Linked DNA regions of Zea mays: region 2 is linked to region 1. Evidence: chromatin contacts called from public Hi-C data. All regions are on one chromosome and are shown on one strand. Each heading gives the region's core, a stretch centred on a gene start, on an enhancer-like site or on the middle of the called end of the contact. The rest is flanking DNA. Distances are from core to core; before and after follow the strand shown.

Region 1 (2,703 bases), core at 7-2,506:
AGACAGTGGGCGTCAAATATTGGGTACCTGTCGAAATTCTAAGAACAATAATAGAGCAACACCAATTAGTTTAAGAAACATCCTTCCCTCTAAAGGCTTAAGAGGGAAGAATACATAAAATGCTACTTTAACCAATCAATACTCTCGAAGTTCATCATTTTCAATGTGTGAATATAAATCATGATACATTTTCATCACATCCTTTGCCCCCGTGTGGAAGGGGGGATGGGGGAAATGATGATTTACTTGTGCGTCGGAAGAACACATGGAGTAAGTATAGGAATTAAAGGAGCAGTCCTATAAGTGAGTGATTGAATGCGAAAGGCTAATGAAACAACCAATGAATTAATGTCACGTATGCAAGATAGACTCAATGATCGAGTCACTTCAGATCTTAGAAGTAGATGATAGAGGAGAAACATTTTAATTTACTTTGGTATTGTAAGAACTTTTGAGTGATGGAATACATAAGGTTGTTTGTTTTAGCGTTTTCTGACAAGCTTTTCTGATAATGGTTGTGGGGGGATCTGAATATCGTGGGAATTATTTGCGGAGAAAAATGAAGGGATATATAGGGTTTATGACCTAAAAAGCGACAGATTCCTACTATGACGATGACTCGATCGATATTGTGTGTTCACGTTGATTTTGGACGGTTTTCACCAAAACGTTTCTCACAGAAACGGGCTAGAAAGTTGGACGTTTGATAGTCCACAACAGCTTATGTCGGCAAGAAGCTAGGAAAAAAAAGCCGAAACAAACAACAACTTTGTTCCATAATTTAAAGATGTACTTTCTTATGCTTTGACTTTGATATACACTCTTTTTTCTGACAACATGTCTAGACAATGATATTTGATCTTTGTTAACATAGACCTTTGAGACCTTCACTCCAAAGCGATGGAAGAAATCAGAATTTGAAGATGCAAGGAAAAAAATGTAAATCAACCCGAAGAATGTCCACGTTCTGGCGGTGTTCTACAGGGCCCTGCTAGGTAGTAGGGAGTACATGTGCTTCCAGAAGTAGATACAACAAGTGGAGACATAAAAATGGAAAAAACGTTTCTGGTCGGTAGCCTGTACCCGAATACAGTAAGCATCAGCCCTGGCTATCAGAGAAACGCATTACGACTTCGCGAGTAGCATCGCATTCGCATCAGAGATGACGAACCGGTCTGCAGCCTGAGCTGGCGGGGCGAAGTTTGACCTATCACTATCGAGCAATGATAATACGGTTATTAATAAACCTAACGGAACGGGAATATTTTTAATTTTCTAGACTGTAGTCGTTAACCATCGGAATCCGTTGCCTTGTACACCCCCTTCCCCAAGCCATCGTGTCTGCCTGCCTGCCTGCCTACCAATCCACAATCAGCACGCCAACTCGCTTCCGAGACCAGAATCTTCCAAGCAAAAGCAGCTAATACTAGCTACTTACCTGACCCAGTTGACCAAGGCCCAGTTTGACTTTGAATCGTCAAGCCCCTCTCTCTCTATATATCTCTCGTGATTTGTGAGTATTTTTTGTGCCCGGTCCCCAACTCCGTCCATGGACTACCTGGGGGGAGGAAACCCGAGCGAAAGAACGCGCCACGGCGAGGGTGGCGGCAACGTCAAACTCCGCGAACCGCGTGGCGTCGCAGGATAAAAGGCTCGGGCGACGAGAGCCGGAGACCGTGCGATTTATTTCCGAGACAGCTCAAGGCAAGGCAAAGGCAAATAAAGGCAGCGCACGTACGTGTTGAGGTGGCACTTGGCAGCAGCTTGAGTTCTTGAGACCCGACCTGATCGTTTTGCGTTGTGATGGCGGGCGCGGGCAGCAGGATCAAGAGCAAGGTGCGGGAGTGGATGCGGAAGCGGATGGCGCCGAGGAGGAAGACGGCCGCGGCCGCGGCCGCTACAGGGAGCGGTGACAACAGCGGCGGCGTCGGCGGCAGTGCGTCGGCGTCGGCGCCGGCGCAGTCGTCGCCGCGGCGGAAGCTCCTGGCGGCCGCGCTCCCGTCGGCGCTGCGGTGGAGGAAGCCGCGCGGGAACGTGCTGGCGGCGCTGTTCCAGCGCGCGGCGTACCACCTGCTGTGGCTCGTGGAGTCCGTGGTGGTGGTCGCGCAGCTCTGCTTCTTCTTCGTGCGCTTCGGCTTCAGGCTGTGAGGAGGGGAAAAAAAACTCGCCCTCAGCCTGAGGGAACGATGCCTCTGATTCTCTCGATTGTTTGCATTCTTTTTCTTCTGGCCATATCTCCAGTGCCTCTTTCGATTTCCAACACCACAAGCTGTAAGTAACGTGTTCTTCTTGTGTTCTGGACAAAATGTGTATAGTGCAACCTTGCGAACTGTCTGTTTTTATTCCCCATCCCGTTAGACATGGGAGACCCTGCCCTTTTCGCAAGGCAAGGAGCTGTGCTACTATATGCCAGACGAGTGCCACTTGTCTCCATCCTTCTCTATGCCCACACTCGACAGTGCTCATCCGTATCCCGCTGAAGAAGGGATCGATAATGGCGCAGATACTACTGGACTTGCAGCAATTGGGGTTGTGTTGGTGCCTTTTTGGGGCGCCAATCACTCAATACGAACCGGCGTCGGTGTTCTCTGGTCAGGCGCGGACGGTCCGCGGCGCAGGGCCAGACGGTCCGCGACCTGGCGCGAGGCTAGGGTTCCCTGCCTGACGGCCGGACAGTCCGCGCCCTAGGGCCGGACGGTCCGC
Region 2 (2,700 bases), core at 135-2,634, 140 kb after region 1:
CAGCATCGTCGTCGGACGACGCGGTGCATACGTCCAGCATTGCGTGTACTCGATCGCGTTGTATCTGACTAGCTAGCAGTGCGTTCATGCATGCATTTTTAGGACTTGTGACGGCATCTGATGATTGGGTATATATAAAAAGATGCGATTTCTTTTTATATTTGCGCTGTGCTGTGTTTCCTGTTTCGAGCTTAGACCTCGACGTGTGGAGCGAGCAATCAACCAGCGCTGGGCTCGGACTTCATCAGAGCCTCTCGATTTGGTCCCTGTCTCCTATCGTCACAGGACAACGGACCTACAATTCCGAATCCGAACCTAGTCGGTCTCTGTTCCAGCATCCAAACTTCCAAACGCCAATCACCGTTGCGAAAAGCTTCGATGCAGTTCGCTGCAGCTAGCTAGTTTTCATGCGCGTGCAGGGCATGATGGGCGCATGCATGGCGGACGGAGGCGGGAGGCGCGGAGCCTCAGCGGCTCACCGCCCGGAGAGATCGGTTCGAGATGGATGGGTGATTGGACTGGAGGGACGAGGAGTGGTGGCTGGCTGGCTGCACTGCGTGGGGGTGGGGGCCCGGCGGCGTCGTCCGGTTGCGGCAGTTGGGTTGGGTTTGGGTCCTACGGCCGAGGTGCGGACAAGTAGGACGCTTCCGCCCGTGACCGTTGCCACATGTGACCCGGGAGGGGAGAGCGCACACATGCATGCCGTTTTCAGTGAAACGGCGCCTAAACGCTCAAAATAAACTGGAGTTATGGCTCTGTCATGCCATATTGATGCAGCAGCCGGAGTATGTATTTGCCTCGGTCAGTAAGAATCGTGCACAGCAGTATTAATTGGAACATGGAACGTCTCCACATGCCAATGGACGCCGAGTCGAGGCAGCGTGCCAGTTTTTTTTTTTTTTGACAAAGTGGATACCAGTAATTGTACTCTTTCGCCCCAATAAATGATACTGGCAGTTGCAATTCGATTCGATTACCTCCAAAATCAGTACCAGAAAGATTCTCGATTGTCCGTAAATCAATCCATATCGCCTAATCTTTAACTACTATTTAAGAAAAGATCGATGCTATAATAACAGGGGGGAATTACCATAAAAACATGCCCGGCTAATCCCTCGCCCGGCAGATTCTCGTGTAATAAAAGAGCCTGCCCGACAAAGGAAATAAAACGGCTGAAATAACACTATGGTGGTGAAGAAAAGGGGATCACTGCAACTTCACTGCGCAGATGTCTCCCTTGCGCGCACGTGAGTTGGGGCCACAAATCCCAATCACTTTCCATCTCGTTTTCGCCTAAAATCCTGACAAACAGTAGCGTGGCCGGCTCTGGAGTTTGCTATTTAAACCCGTTTCCTCTCTTCCCCCTCCTCACAATCACAGGCCTCCCGGCCTCCCGTGCGCTATTCTCTATCAGCTTACCCAGCACACAGTACACACTCTAATCTCCACACGACCCAATAGATATACGGGGCTGAAGGATGAAGCTTAGAGCAAAAGGGATCGGCCTCCTGCTTCTCCTTGTCTTGCTTGCTCTTTGCTCCACCATTGAAGTCGGCGAGGCAAGAAGAGGCAAGCATTGGAGGTCGTCGAGGAGCTCACCGGGCTCATCCCAGCTCAAGAAAGGCAAGGGAAAGAAGAGCAGCTCCCACCGGCAGTACGGCGCCAACCGGCCAGGTCCGAAGCCACCGGTCAGCTCGACACCAAGCTCTGGCGCTGGCAAGGGAAATCATCAGAATCCGTACCAACCAAGCCCAAGTCCAAGCCCGAATGCCCCTGACATCCCTCCTATGCCAAGCCCTGCCAATGGCAGCAGGCATTCCACTCCCGAGCCGCCGGCTCCAAGCTGTGGGAAGGGTCAGCAGCAGCCATCACAGCCGCCGCCAGCGACCTCGCAGGGTGCAGTATTCAATGTGGTTGATTTTGGAGCCAAGGGTGACGGAGTTACAGACGATACTAAGGTACATAGCTTCGCCCTGCAAATGCTCTGCTTCAAACAAAACTCCATTATAAAATCGTCAAGCATCATGCATTCTTTGAGCCAGAAATCTCAAATTGCAATCCCTTTTGTGGGTTTGGGCTTCACATGCTCTGTTTCAAACTGATCTTTACATGACTTGCATGAGAACTCAGTGATGTCAATCACATCCATCCAGGGGACCTGTCGTCCCAATGACATCTTGAGATTCCAATTGGCCATGCGTATTTTTCTCTCTCTCTCTCTCTCCAGAATTCTTAGAAACTGGAATGCACCATGAATTCATTTGCCAGAACCACCACAGCTTATGATAGTGAGCGTTTGAAGGTGCCTATGACCATACCAGTTTTACTCTCACTTTCTCACATGATTTGCAGTAGAAAGCCCGAAAAGTTGTCACGGGCACCATACGTTTCTGCAGTCTTATTTGCATTTGTTTCGATCTGTTCCCTGCTTTGTCTTGTTCTTTCCGTCTCACATGATTGTGGCATATAGCGGCATAGACACACCAGCCTGGCCAAGTTTATTTTTTATTTTTTAAGCCATGGAAGAGAACAAAGTACACCAAGCAAGTCAGAATACACATAATGCAGAACCCTTTCCACAGCTCTTACAAGACGTTTCTGTGTACAGAGAAAACAAACAAACCCAATTGTAATATTGTGATTCTCAGGCTTTACAGATAAGAGAATAGCGAACTCCCTCTCTATGACATTAACAGAGCA

What was found. Hi-C and Micro-C count contacts between places; a contact is called where the count stands out from the background.
Region 2: a Hi-C map of leaf shows a contact between it and region 1, with 3 times the contacts expected there. The contact joins the promoter of LOC100282388 here to the promoter of LOC103636108 in region 1. A contact is called at or near these places in 2 of 25 Hi-C or Micro-C datasets (endosperm and leaf).

The regions. Positions count from the first base shown.
Region 1 is chr8:149,861,575-149,864,277 of Zm-B73-REFERENCE-NAM-5.0, forward strand. LOC103636108 reads left to right here and starts at 1,257. Exons shown (of 2, transcript XM_020542567.3): 1 at 1,257-1,734; 2 at 1,824-2,431. The coding sequence starts at 1,849. The coding sequence ends at 2,148.
Region 2 is chr8:150,003,166-150,005,865 of Zm-B73-REFERENCE-NAM-5.0, forward strand. LOC100282388 (polygalacturonase) reads left to right here and starts at 1,385. Exons shown (of 7, transcript NM_001155299.2): 1 at 1,385-1,958. The coding sequence starts at 1,479. It overlaps LOC103636114 (peptide deformylase 1B, chloroplastic), which reads right to left. Exons shown (of 9, transcript XM_035961848.1): 9 at 1,898-2,488.